Regions from separate parts of the Columba livia genome. Here region 2 is linked to region 1. Evidence: chromatin contacts called from public Hi-C data. All regions are on one chromosome and are shown on one strand. Each heading gives the region's core, a stretch centred on a gene start, on an enhancer-like site or on the middle of the called end of the contact. The rest is flanking DNA. Distances are from core to core; before and after follow the strand shown.

Evidence for each region. Hi-C and Micro-C count contacts between places; a contact is called where the count stands out from the background.
Region 2: a Hi-C map of liver shows a contact between it and region 1, with 2.0 times the contacts expected there. The contact joins the promoter of PTPN14 here to the enhancer-like site in region 1. A contact is called at or near these places in 2 of 2 Hi-C or Micro-C datasets (crop and liver).

The regions. Positions count from the first base shown.
Region 1 is chr3:97,971,393-97,978,754 of bColLiv1.pat.W.v2, reverse strand. All of the region lies in intron 3 of PTPN14 (protein tyrosine phosphatase non-receptor type 14), which reads left to right. Among named protein-coding and RNA genes, the nearest start is that of PTPN14, 72 kb to the left of the region's middle. Within about 2 kb of position 3,119, at least 1 of the 3 cell types and tissues checked has an H3K27ac peak away from gene starts, as active enhancers do.
Region 2 is chr3:98,042,808-98,050,169 of bColLiv1.pat.W.v2, reverse strand. It overlaps PTPN14 (protein tyrosine phosphatase non-receptor type 14), which reads left to right and starts at 3,102. Exons shown (of 19, transcript XM_005502759.3): 1 at 3,102-3,240. It overlaps LOC110359024 (a long non-coding RNA gene), which reads left to right. Exons shown (of 3, transcript XR_002413915.2): 3 at 808-980.

The sequences.
Region 1 (7,362 bases), core at 1,870-4,369:
TTCCACCATTTTTTAACTCTAAAAGGCGTGCTGGAGTTTTGTCCTGTATAATTCTTTAGGTATTTGGATTAACTCTGATAAAATTATAGGTGGCTGTTAGGGAGTTTATGGTGCTTATAAATTGTATTGGTGCTCCCTGTAATTTGTGATAATTAATTCAAGAGTTCAGGGGCAGAAATTCAGGATCAGGTTGTGGCATGCCTTCCTTTCTTGCTAAAGCATGCCATTACTGGCCTTTTCATTTAAGGTTTAACTTTGTGGGTTTATTTGAACTTGGAGTATCTGAAAACTACAATACGCTCTTGACAAAAAGTGCAGAGGATGGACTTGTTGTGGTTGGGGGGTTCCTTTTTTAATGCTGAGAAATTGGTGGACATGGTAAGGCCACATTTGCTGGCTAAGCCTCTCGGGGAAGGAGTGCATGTTTTGGAAGGCTTGTGTCACGTCTGCAGGCCACGACAAGGCCTGGCTGCATGTCTGTGCTTGTGGCCCATCAGAAATGGCAGGTAGAGAAAAACACTCGCAGAGCACTTCTTTACAGTCCAAGCTCAGTATTTTGCTGCCAACAAGAACACTGAGTGTGATGCTGGTATCTCGTGTCTCACTGCGAAGGGTTTCCCCAGCCATCCATTTAACACTGGGCTCCAAAGACCCACAACACTTTGATAATAGGCTAGACTGGAAGCAGGTGCTTATGTGTGAAAGGTTATAAAGTATGTGTTGCCTTCCTAAACAGTCCCATGTCCACTTGCAATATATATACTCTTCTATTTTTTGAATGCTTGCTTTTGCTGCAGAAATTTGACTTCATTGACTGATGCCAGAAAACAAAGCTTATTGCTCCTAAAACATTCATACTTGGCATTTGCATTTGAAATCTTCTGCCAGCTGTGTAAAGAATTGGTGGAAGTGGAGACCTGAAATTTTAGTAGACTGTCTTTTGGAGAATGCGTGCGTAAGAACAACGTTTCAGTAGTAAACTGAAGAAATAGAGGTGGTAAAAAACAACTAAGCCGTGCAAAATTGTGATCAGACTGTTTTTAGGTGCTCAAAGGTTTTCCTGTTCTAGTAGCCAGGAGTTGACTGTGTAGATGGACCTTAACCTTGGAAGACTTTGGCCTTTGGTAGGAATTTCACTGGTCTGAGGTGGTGACTTACCTTCCACTGTGTGCCCAGCAAGCCCGCCCCCCAGGCTCTGTATCATTTACCCTTATGCTCACAAGTTGCATATCAAAACAAATGGAAAGTGACCATCGTTGTGAAATTAGCCTGTTTTAGCCAAATCCCCATTCCTCCCGTTTGGCTATAAACTGTTGCTTTTAAAGAGAGAGATTGAACAATGTAGAAGTAGGTGATATGAATGGGTTTTGATCTGTCCTCCTTTTACAATCCAATGTGTGAAAATGATGCTAACCCAGCATTGTTCTCTCTCATGAGGAAGGGGAAGAGGAATGACACAAATCTTTCCATATATTTATTTTAATTTTAGTTTCAGTCATGTTTTCCATCCAGCTGCTGGAGGAAACCAGGATGCAGACAGTTGGATGCTGCTTTTGAGCAACCTCATTTCTCAGTTACCTGAAGCTAACCGTGACCTACCTTACAAGGTTGTTATGATCAAGCAGTTCCTACCCTACAAACTGTTATGACTATGTTTTCACTATTGGCATTGACAGTTTGAGCTTCTGAAGGAATTTTCTCCTGCATGTGTGACAAAGGCTCTTTCGTCTCCTTCCTTGTTTTTTTTTCTGGCAAGTCTGTTGGTCTTTCTGAAGGTCTGTGACAGGGTGTGGTAGACTTGTTCTCAATAATACCCTTCTAAAAATATTACCCTTTAGTAGTGGAAGCACAGCCATTGCTTTTTATATTCTACCACAAATCCCAGATAAATGGCTATTGTCTGCTACTGTGAAACATCAGACTTTCGCTGGGAGGGAAGCTGATGAAATTCCAGAGGAGTGAGCTGGAGATGTTCTGTTTATCAACATCATCTACGTTTTTTTACAACAGCAAAGACAAGGCCTTAGCACCGCGTTGCTGACAATGACATCATCAATGTATGTACCTCTTTTTCTAAAGTGCTTTTAGATTAAGATGTGCTGATTGAAGCCTTGCATCTAAAATGTGTTTCAGCATGCTCAGGCCCAGAAATCATAATACCATCCTTGCCAATATGCTGAACATCGTATCTGAAAAGACCGGTCTTATCTGCCTGCCTTTCTTTTTTGCCATATAAAATCCAGTCCGAGTTTGCAATCAGTTTGGTTGCAGTTGTGTTGGGTGACCCACATGAAACAAGCAGCATCCAGTAAGTAGTACTCTGCATTGAGGCTTGGGAACAAAGCTTGGATCTCCCAAATCTGCCATGGTTTCCTGCCAAAGTTTACATGAGTGACTCCACCAGTTGTGTACCTCAGATACTCTATTTATAAAATTAGGCTAATGATCATTAATACTATTTAAAGCAAGTTTTTCTCAGAAAAACAACCAGTAAGAGTTAAGTATTATTATTATTATTGTCTCAAATATGTAATAAATAAATAAGCCCCTTTTTGTCATTCTCAATTAGTTCCTTTGATTGCCCATTGAATAGCTGAATCATTGGCTTGTTTAACTTGAAGACTGGGAAAAAAATGAAAGGCCCCATGTTTAAAATAAAAAATAGGTTTCTGTGGAATCCTGTAGATAAATATTATCAAAGCCAAGATCATAGGAGATTTTAAAGTGTGAGGTGAACAACAGACACATCAATATCAAAGCTAATGCTTAAAATAATTTCAGTAAATGATAAAAGGCCTCTATTCTGGAGAAACTGCTTCCCTGTGGGCAGATTATTGCGTAAGCATACATTGCAGTGTGTCTGCTCAGAAGTATAATACTGTACTAACATAAACCCAAACGAGCTGAGTTGGAATGTTATGATTCAATGAGACTTTTATTGTGTTCCTAATTTTAGAAGATCATACTGTACTCTAATTGCAATTTTTTTTTTTAAGCTGGAAAAGAGCTGAAGGTCTTGAGCTAAACCACTTGTGGGCCAATTTGTTACTCCTTTAGGTCTTAAATACTTATTTTGGAGATATGAGGCAGTAAAGCAGTTTTCCTCCAGAGAAGTTAAACTACATAGCTGTGAAGCTGTCCAATAGATAGGCTTGACGCCAATAAGGTACCTAATGAGTTATAAAACAGTTAGTCATGCCGGTAATTGCATCATTAGAAACGATTTTAAAGGAATTGTACCTCTTGGGTAACTAATATGTGTTTTGTAGAGCTTTGTGTATTTCCAAATACACTCAAGGTAAATATTTATTAGTATTGAAACTGTAATGCATTTATTCATTCTGGCTTGAAATACCCAGAAAAACACAAGGACTGATTAAAAAGAAGAAATTAAAGTGTTTCCTATTGCAGTACAGATAATGTGTGTGTTCCGAACCCTTCCTGGCTCTGATGTGCAGCAAAGGAAAGTAAAACTAGGGAAAAATAACAAAAATCCAAACTGATCACAGTACAGCATTCAAAGAATATTAGTCTTTATTATTTCAATCCTATCACCTGTTTGTATAAACGTGTAGATCTGTGTATGTATAGGAAACATATATTTAGACTGTAAATCCCTGGGGCAATAAGCACTTTTTGTTTTGTTCTTGTACATTGCCTAGCAGGTTGGATGCTGTTCATTACTAAGGCTACTGGGTCTGATAATATTGAGTAATTATTAATGAAATATTTGCCTTGTGGTTCTTTGTAGAATTCACTAATGGGAAAATTGTGAAGACGGAATGCACCAGTACAATTACTCCGGAAAACTAAACTATATTCTTATTGTTGTAAACCATCCTTTAATCTCACTTCCAATATTGATCAGGCCAGGTTCTGCATGACTTGTGGTATCTGAAACATTGGTTGTTGAAGAGAACAGAAATCAGTAAAATGTATTGAGTTATTTTCAGCATATATAAAACAGCAACAGAGCTTATACATCAGATGAACAGTGGTGGTGGAAGGGTACAGTGAATTCGGTGACACTACACAAACATGCGCGTTCTTTTTTGAGGTGACAGGACAACAAACACGAATCCTGATCTTGGGAGGTCTGTGAAGAACTGTGTGGGCAAATGTAGTTTCTTTACATTTACGCAGCAGTAGCTGAGTCTGAATCTGAGTGTTGCAATTAAATTTTAAACCAGTACCCTTATCTCCCGCTTACTAATACTATTTGGGTGGTTTGTTATTTTTTTTCTTCTGATATAGTATGGATTCCTAAGATGCAGACGTTGATTCTGGAGTTCAGATGTCTCATATTTGTCCAGTTGCAGCTTATTTACTTTATTAAAAAGTATGCTTTTTGGTGCAATAGATGCAAATATACTTTTAATGTTTTCTGTGTTGGCTAAATAGAGTTGTGGGAAATGATATCCTTATAATTATGGCTTTGTTCAGACTTGTTGTCCACTCCCATTCCCCTTGGAATTAGCTACAGGCTGGCAAACTGTAGTAGCCTTTATTACATTGAATACACAATGGCTCTGCTAAAAATGTTCAACCCAAAATGAGCATCAAAGGTGAGAGATTTCAGCTCTCTGCGCACTTGGCTATGGTGGTGTCTCTTTTGCCCTGCACACCCCTAATATGCCAGAATGCCTCTGTGATGAAAGCTTTGTCAGTCTTAATTTTGAATTTCTTGCCTTGTATTATCTGGGGTTTCAGGTGGCGGACTTCTATTTTTTTTTCAGTTTCCATGTGCTTTCCCAGCTAGACCACCTAATAGGCGGCTTGTGAAATGCATGGTTTGATCTGCTGTTCTGGAACAGCTTTCCTCAGCGAATCTGTAGCTGAATCATTTTAAAAATGTTTCATTTCCCTCAAATTATAGATATACTTTTGCAATCCAAGCGAACAAAGAGCGGTCTCAGCTAGCATAGTGACATAATAATAGCATTTAATGTAATTTCAGATGGAGGAGCCTCAAATCCTCAACAGAATATGGGCCAATTTCTCCTCTCCGTTGGCTGGGCAGAGAGCCTGACCACAGTTTTGCAGCACATGAATCTGTGGCTTGTAGGGCTATTAGAGCCTTCTAGCAGAGCTTCCTCCAGGGTGTGCTCCTCGTCCTCCTTGGCAGTGGAATTAGCCGCTCCAGTTCATGCCTTGTGAAAGGAGATGTCCCAGTTCCTACCTCATGTGGCCACAATGCAGGAAGATGTCAGGGGACACCTGAGGTGGGTGACCCATGTCACTGTCACTCCAGGAGTAAAGACGAGGCTGGTACAGACCAGAGGTTTCTGCCTCAGTCTTCAGTTTTTCTTGGCACTTCCATTGAAAAAGGTATCGGAGCCATAGCAGGTCATTGCTTTTCACTGAGTTTGCCTGTGAAAGGTGACAACTTTCTCCAGGAGGTTTTGCCTGATAGATGCACTAGTTAATGTCAGAGAGCTAATTACATATGTCTTTTAAACTCTTACTGCATGTCACTCTGCAACGTATAATAAATTCTGAAATTTCAGTCTGCTGCAGTGTTAGTAAATGCAATATATGCCATAATATAGTAGAATATTCCTATTATGATTTTTAAAAGTGACCTGTCTCTGACAATGAGGGTGAAACACCTGTAAATGGGCATCTTTCTCATAAAGTGGGTGCTGTCTGCTGTCTTAAAACAATTTTTCTGAAGTACTGGCAACTACAGTTGCAACTAAAGCCCCAAATCACTGTTTCTTTTGAAAGTCTTGGTCGTAATATTTGATACTACAGTAACTGTATTATCATAGTATTTTTGATGATGCTTACCTAAATAATAATTTCTGTGGTTTATCTGTAGTTTTGTGGGTACTATGGTTGAAATCACGGCCGGCCAGCTTCTATAGAGCTAAGATCTCACTATAAAATTTTATGTTGTTTTGACTTTCATATAGTCTCTTAAATTTGTGTTTGTTTTAACAGTAGCTATAACTTTACAACAGATGTGGATTTTACTTCTGTTAGACTAGAATGTGTAATTCATGCATGCATATGTAGCATTGACATAAATAGCCGCCTTTCAGGATTACAGGTCTTGAAGACCAGATTCAGCAAACACTTGCTCTCGTGTGTACTTGATAAAGCAGCTTATGTCAAGCTTGTGTGAAAGTTTGTGTATTTTCACAATTGGGATTTAGTCATTGCAAAGAAGTGGAAACAAGCTGATTTGTCGCTTGGACCCGGCAAGTGTGAAACCTGGGACTGAAGCACAGGGCTCAAGCTGAGAAGCTGTATGCTTTTTATGCTGCCTCTATGAAATTTCATAATCCCCTGAGGTTTTAATCTTCATTAGGCTGTGTGAAAGCCAAATCTAAGCATTTTAAATGGGATTATATTTTTCCTGTTTGAAAATGTTCTTCTGCGTTCTGTAGAGGAGAGAGGGGAAGAGGAAGCCTAAAACCAGTAACACAACAGTTACCTTTTCTGTGCATGTAAAAATTGTGGACTCTGAAAGGAACTTCTCAGATGTGAAGAATATGTGCACAGGCCTTCTCTGAGAGGATTTCTGTGCCCTGCAGTGCCCGTAGCCTCCGAACACCCTGCTGCTGCCTTGGGAGTGCGGGTCTGCTCAGAGCGTTGGTGCTGTCTAGTGGCAGCTTACTGCATCTCACATCACTCACGGAAGAGTTAACTGAAGAAAAATGTAAAATGCTGCATTTTATTAATAGCCCTTGAAGCGTGGCTTGGGTTATGCTGGTTTTGAGGCACGCAGGTTTTTTTTGGTGCCTCCACGCAGAATTAAATGGTAACATTTTCGAGTATAGTTACGGCTTTGCAGTCCCTGTAACATGAGTTACAGTCATTCTTCTTCCCAAGAAGGAAGGGTTAATTGCATTGGTGCTGGGAAGGTGACTTACACACACGCACACGTGTCTGAAATCGTTGAAACAAGACCAGAACAGTTTCTTTGCTATTCCCAAAGGTTCAAAGGTAAGGTCAGATGTGGTGTGCTGGCTGCAGCCAAGTCCAGTTAGGAGTTTACTGCCCCCAGTCTTTCTGATTGCTCTTTGCTGTCTGCCTTGCAGAGGTTGCAGTCTCTGAGACTGGCTAGCACGCTGGTGTACCATTTCTAACTTGGCTTACCTCAAGCAGTTATTTTTTAAATCCATGTCATTTTGAGAGGATGCGCTTTGTGTTAGGGGGCTGAGCATGCACGCAGCTGAAGGGAGCAGTGACCTCCTAACCTGGTTCAGCTGCAGCTAGACTTGGCATGTCTGGGAAACCCCTTTGTTGGTTTTGGGGGCTTCCTAACACGGGTCACCCATCACTTACTCTCAGCAGGTCTGGGGGTTGGGTGCCTGAGGCTGAGCACACACATGGGCCATGGCAGTACCTCTGCCT
Region 2 (7,362 bases), core at 1,853-4,352, 71 kb before region 1:
TAAATCATTACAGAAAGTCAATAAAGTCTCTAAATATAATTTAGAGTTGTCACCTTTTCAGGAAAAAAAAAATACTATAACATGATTCCCTGGCAACATAGAAACGTAATACATAATGCAGCCTCCAAATGATTGTTGTAAGATTTACCATCAAAGTTTTCCAGACAAATCTGAACCAGCACAAAGGTTTGGAACCAAACAAGTGATTTGTATCATTTTAACATCACATTTTCAAACAGCGTGACGAACATCTGATCTAGATCCAGTATTTTATGAAAATGCTTCCCAGGTAGCAGGTAGGAACTGTTGGTTTTAATCCCAGGGTCATATAATCCTGGCATCTCTCGGGGAGCAAAGGTGTCTGTAAAGATTCCAGTTTTCAACAGTCCTAGAAAGTGGTAGTTGCACCAACACAACCCATCTCCTGATGGAAGACACTGCAGTAACTGGGTATAATGTCTAGCAAGCTCGGTATTTCCAAAGCACCCACTTCTACAATCTCTGAGAGTCTAATACAGACATTAATCATTGCATTAAGTAATCTCATTAAAAGTAATCATCTTCACCGTCCCCAGCTTCAGGAGCTTGGTTGGATAAGTTTGAAATACATTTCATTTTGCAGACTTTGTTGCTCTTGCTGACAAGTAGTCTGATTTTATTTATTCTAGCTGGTTTTATTTCTCCTAGGAGACCCCACGCTGCAGGTAGCCAATAAATAAAATGTCCCTTCTGTCAGCATGTTTATGCTTCTTGCAACACTGTTTCAGTTGCAATTACCGTCATTAAATAAGCTTTCTTCAAATGCAGAGAGACCTGTGAAAGTGAAGGTGACCAACGGCAAATCAACTTAAAACTGGCAGTAGCCAGCAGACCACCTTGAGGCACAGATGCAAGAGACAATATTTATTCTCTGAAAAACAACAACCTTACACCTGCCCCAGCATGGGGAGAACCTCACTGTAACCGAAGAAGTTAAACCCTGGTTTTGATGCGTGCTACCCTTGTGTGCAACTTCCCACTTGGTAGCGGAAAGCTGTTTTCTGGCATAAAGCTGAACTGTATAAACTGAGAGCAAAGCAGCTCTATGATCCATCTTATCATCTCATTCTGACACCTGATGTTTCTTCCAGATTGTTACTCTAAGCTCTGTATCTACATGTGGTGAAGGTATAATTCCAGTTAAAATCTTAAATGGTGCCACTTCTTAGTGCCTCAGTGTAGCCATATGTAAAATGGGGATAATTACTTACTTCATTAAGGTGTGGTGTTTGAAAAATGTTTGAGAGTCTCAGATGAAAAGGACTTTCCTTGCAAAATGTAATTATAATATTATTATGCCAGAGGTAAGGCATAGGCCTGTGATTCTACTTACAGTATTTAAATACAATTACTTATCTATCAAAATCAGGAATCTATGCTATTTCTCCCTCTTTCAGCTCCTGATACTCTCACCATTATTAACCCCAGGAATCCTGACTCCAACAAATCTGCTCACATACTCCTTCAATAAGCTGTACAAGTAGCAAAAAAGCACAGCAACTCAAAATTAGTATAAATTCTCATTTATTTTTTTTTTAACTTTCCCTGTTTGTAAGAGTCCTTGAGTTCTGGTGTTCTGGTTTTAGAGGGATACCTCCCTTTGACATTTCTGCAGGTGCCTATTGGTACCAGAAGTATTATACTTGCACACATTTTTCAGAATGTGGATATTTTTAAATAAATGTAGTCTAAAGTAAGAACAGTTTTGCAAATTGGAAATTAGCTATGACACGCAAGAGCATCTACACATCATTTCTCACACACTGTTCTCAAGCCTACATGGTCTGGAGTGATCCATACAACATCTCTTTGTAGCCCCAACCTTTCCAATGGTGCTCCTGGCTGCCCACAGCTTGGTGCACCCTCTGCCCCTTCTCTTTCTTACAGTAGCCATCAGAAGGGTTTTCCAGACCTGTCGAGCACCGGGTGTCCTGGGCAGTTCATGTAGTTACCAACTGCCTCATTTCAAAACAGGTTTTCTCCTGCTTGCTTTCCAGCAGGCATGCCTGTGATGGCAGCACCATGGGTGTTTCTCTATCAGGTCTCCTGCAGCAGCCCTCTGCGCAGCTGGCAGAACAGGGATAACCACCCCTCTTTAAGCGAGGGTCACACAAGGAGAGGGAGACCGATAGGGGTAAAATGGGAAAAGCAGGAGTGAAGACAGGGATGGCTGGAGAAGAAACGATGCACGACTGAGGGAGATGAACTGGGGTTACGGAAGGGCAGCAGGGTGGCACCCTGCCTGCCAACGGGAGGGCTGCAAGGGGGAACACAGGAGCTACAAGGCCCAGGCGTGCGAAGCCGGCCGCAGCGCCGCTCCTGCCCCCCCGCGTCCCTCTGCGGCCGCAGCCCCGCCCGGGCTGGCGCAGCGCCTCCCGCCCGGCCGCGCTGCCCCGCGGGGTCCCCTCCCGCCGCGGGACGGGCCCACACGTGCGCGGAGCCCAACAACGGGTCGTGGCCGGCCCGGGCCCCGCGCCGACACGCGTGGCGGCAGGGGAAGGGCGGGGAGACGGGCCGGGAGGGGAGAGGAGCAGAGAGGCAGGCGCCCAGTGCCCAGCAGCTCTGCCCTCCTCGGGAGGGCTGCGGCCGGCACCCGCCCGGATTGGCGGGAGCCTGCGCCCTCCTCTTCCTCCTTCTCCCTCCTCCGCGGGGTGGGTTTCGACTCTCCTCCTTCCTTAGGGAGGGGGGGGATAGTTTAAAGGAAAAAAAAAACAGAGAAAAGAAATCCCAAGTCGCGTCCCCGACGTCTCCGGGCCCCGCGGCCGCAGCGGCCGCCCCACATTCCTGGCATTCCTGGGCAGTGACTCCCCGCGCCGCCCCAGCCCGGCCCCGGCCCCGCCGCCTCCGGCTCGCTCGCCCGCCCGCCGGCCCCACTCGCCCCCGCGGGACACCAGTCCCCTCCCTCCCGTCCTGCCTCCCTCCTTCCCGCACCCCGCGGGCGGCAGCAGGAGCTCAGGGCGCCCCGGCCCCCAGCGCCGCCGCCACCGGCGGCCCCAGCTCCCGGCCGCCCCGCCGAAGTTCCCCGCGGTGGCCGGGCCGGGGCGGCGGGAGCGGGTCTCTCTCTCTCCCCGCCCGCTTCGGGTCCCGCCGGCAGCCGCTGCCTCCCGGGCCGGGACAGCCGCCTCCCGGGCCGGGACAGCCGCCTCCCGCGGGAGCGCACAAAGCCGGAGCCGCCGCGCTGCCCGGGCGCCCGCCGAGCAGGTAAGGAGCCGCCGAGTTTGCTGGAGTTTGGGCTCGGGCGCGTCCCCTACCAGCCACCCGCGCTGACTTTGAAACAGTCCGAGTTGTGCCTTTTACTCCGTGTGTGCGATAGGCAGAGTTTGTCTGAGGCTCCTTATGCTGTGCAGTTACATCTCAGCGGCGTATGCGCTGCTGTTTGTAAATCACGAAAATAGCTAAGCTTGGGTTACAAATGCCAGTCGGTGACCTGCGATAAACAAGCCTCGGACAGTCCGTCCAGCCCGTGAATTTAATCTGCTAGACACCCAGATAACGTGGCATTTGTATAATCAGGAGGTATTTGTAACTAGCTGGGGACGGGCAGGGCTCTCTGCTGGGCTGCTCGTATTTACAGCGCGGCATGCCTGTGTTTGTCTTCCCCCCCCCTCCCGCCCAGGGGTTTACCTTGTTCTTTGTTAGTTACAGTCAAGCCTAAACTGGCCGTTCGTCTTTAGCAAATATGTAACGCCGAGTTATGCAGAAAAAAATCGCAGCGAGGCAGGGAAGAATGACATCTGCTCTCATTTCTGCTGTGGCATAGTCAATGAGTTTTTAAGATATCAAACTAGCTCTCTTTATTGGAGTGTATTTGGGACAAGCGTTACATAATGTACGTGTGGTATGTGGATATAATGTGCGCTTGAGCTTTCCTATTCAGAACATTTTATCTCTGATTTGCACAAAATCATCATATGTTTCTATTATAAGCATCTCTCTGGCTGATTGTAACTTTAACAAGGTGGGAACAAACCGTGACTGGTAAAGGCTCGAATTCACTATATTGCCCAAAAAGTTTTCTGGGATTTTTGGCATGTATCCTGAAGTTGTAGCTGAAAGGAATACTTTTACCAGAAGTAAGTTCTTTTTTCTTCAGACTTTATGCAGATATCCCACATTCCTGCCACTTCTTAGTGCCTTAGTGCCTTGGGTTTGGTTATTCTGAAAGCATCATTATGTGCTGAAGTTCTTTAGAGTTTGGAAAAATATACATATAAAATGGCTCCCCCCAAATCACAAGTCGCCACCTGCTAACCTCCATATTATGACAGAAGGTAGTCAGGTCTTTTTGGGGAGAGGGATGGCAGTCCCAGCAGGGACTACTCTCTGGTTATCCAGCTGAGAATGTCCTATCCAATATGAGTGACAAAATGCAGATTATACAGCTTTTGCTCTTGCTCTCTGGGGGGTCTGTAGCTGACATCTAGTACTTGTTACATGGTGTAGAATAAAGCGTGTGTTGATATTATAGTAATGCAAATAAGCTTTAGGTCCTGTTCTGTTATTGGCAGTACTTTTCCTGAACTTTTTTTAGTTTCTTCAGGAGGCTGTGCCAGAGTTGCTTACAGGCAGAGGGCACTTGTGTGTATCTAATGGGTCATGATACAGAAGTTGGGAGCTTTGCAAATTTATGGTTTGAAGTGCAGCCCATCAGCTAAAAGGTAATTCCCCAAATCTGTGGCAGAGCTTGTGGCCATCATTTCTGCCATTGCGTCTGTGTGCAAGAAGCTTGAAAGCACAACTGTCTCAATGCAATGTTGGAGGATCTAGTGGTGCAGATCAAGGCCAGAGAAAGGACTGCAGCACTGGTCTCTGTACTGACCAAACCGAGCTTTTGTATGTACATTACAGTTACAGTTTTAAACGTTTTTATAATAGTAGCAGAAGTAGCTTTGGTGTAGTGTTGTTCATGAGGGTTAATTAGCAACCAGTGCTAGTGACTGACTTTTCTCCTGGTCATTCTTGTCCAGCAGAAGCCTGTGAGTCAGTTATTGTAACTTAGGCATGGAATGGCTTTCTATGAAATACCTCTGCCTTTGTGCACTTAGCAAATTATCTTGGCTGCCAGTGGTTCCTCCAATCCTGGAGAAAGTATTTAATATATATATATGAAAAAAAAGTTGTCTGCATATTTCTGGTAACCGTATGGCTTCCTTTTTCTATGTTTATTTGGTACCGCTACAGCTAAAAGAGCTTCTCTTCGTTCTGTTTCTCTTCATATCCAGTGAGGCTGTGTTTGATTAATGGTTACTTAAGTAGCTCATTTTAATCTAGATTTAAATTTAACGTAGATATATGCAGTGTGGAAAGTTCACTTGAGCTCTAGCTCCTCAGCTGGAAGCCAGTCCTCTGTTGCAAGGGCTGGTCATCTGAGGGAGTTTTATAAACTGTTGGTAGTACACAAAACATAAACAGTTTTCAGCAGGCAGAGCTGCACAGGAGTGTGTGGGTCCTAGCCCCGCAAAGACCCACCCATGTGCTTAAAATCACGTTCATGAACGGTGCTTTTGAAACCACGGAATTTCTTTTATATACGTAATAATAAACATGTATACAAGTCTTTGCAGGAGCCAGGCTATAATACTCTGTATGCAATATATTTGTGCATGTGTATCCAGCTCCATTACAAGAAGGTTTCAATAAAGGCTTAATTTTTGTGCTGAGCAGCTGCCATCATTTTTATGTTAAGTGCAGCATGCCTTGGCCTATTATACTTTGTGGAGTTCCACTGGAACAGCTTCTGATCTTGCTTTTAAAAATATATTAAAGACTAGATCCTAAGAGAACTGAGGTAGACCTGAGCTGAGGTCCAAGATCATGATGGAAGTCTAACCCCCATCCTCCTGTGCCTAGTGCAGGAGACCTCAAAACTCAGCGAGTACTTGTATTCTCCTCTGGTTGTGCTGGATCCAGTAGGTGTCCAGAGCGAGTGTGGCCTGTCCTGTGGGGTGCACATCTTCTGCTTCAGGCCTTCTGGTTTGCTGTGGACTTGGAGCTGAAGAAGTGATGGGACATCTCAAACACTCTGAAGGAACAGAGTTCCTCACAAATGTGGAAATTGCCCCAGGAGCAGGAACTGCAGCCCATGACTCTTCCCCTTTTCTTCTGGGCTGTGGAAGGGAGTGAGGAGAACTCTGGAGTGTGAAAGGATCGATGAGTCCAGCGTCCAAGTGCTCAAAAGCTGACGTTTAGGTGCTTTATCGGATTATAGGGCTTTGTTGACTTTGTCTTAATTTCTCTTGTGAAATAGTGTGGTTTTTGAGGCAGTAACACTACATCTTTATTTTCAGGTTTTGTGCATTATTGGGACAGTTATTTTCTTTTTTTCCTGGCTCTTGATAGTACTTGGCTTGACTCTCCAGTCTTCAGGAATAGTTTATTTTTTTCTTTCACAGCAAAGCTACCTGACAAAATGAGGCTTATGACTGAAATGTCTGGATAGTTTTGTCATAATAAGCAGCTAGAACACAAAATTGGTGATTGCTGAAAATTTTTAGGCTAAAAAGTGTAATGTGGTAAATCTTAATTTAAATATATGAGGAATCAAAATTGGTTTTGACATTATTATTTTTTGATTGAAAATCAGATTTGGCTTCCTTGGATAAACGCATACACACTATCCGCTTCTTTAAATTTGTAGGTAATTTTAATCTGTTTATTCACAGTTGATGCTTTGATAGGTAAGAAATCTCAGTATTTGTTTTACTGATTCCTGTAAGATAGCGCAGTTTGAACCATTTTTCTTTTGAATTAATTAATTAATGCTTAATTAATGCTTAATTAATTAATGCATTTCATTTGTTAAATCTGTTGGGTTTTACTTGTTAATATATAATGGAATACATTTTTAAAGGAAACTTTAAAAAGGATGTCTTCATGTGGAGGTTTGAAGGATTAGTAGCTTTTTAATTTCATTGTCTTCAACTTTCAAAGTCCATGCATAATTTAACAGAATTTGGCTCAGTTTTAGTGAATTGTCAAGACCAGAATGTGGTCAAGTAAAGGTAATGTAAGGGTGCAAGTATAGCACCTTGTCTTTTGAACAATGTATTTTTGGCTTTAAACGTAGAGGAAAATACAGAAGTCTTTACGATGGCTCTTTAAAGTACTCTGCAAGGTCAGCAAATCGATGCTAAGGGTGCCATCTGGAATTAAGGACATAAGACTATGATGGAGCACAAAGCATGTGAAAGGAACATGCATATTTGTTTCAAAATATATTTTCTGCCTTATCATTGCTGACCTAAGAAGTCGTCGTAAATAATATAGTCAACTATATATGAGCAACTTCTGAAAGTACCTAAGGGACTATAAACTTAGCACTAA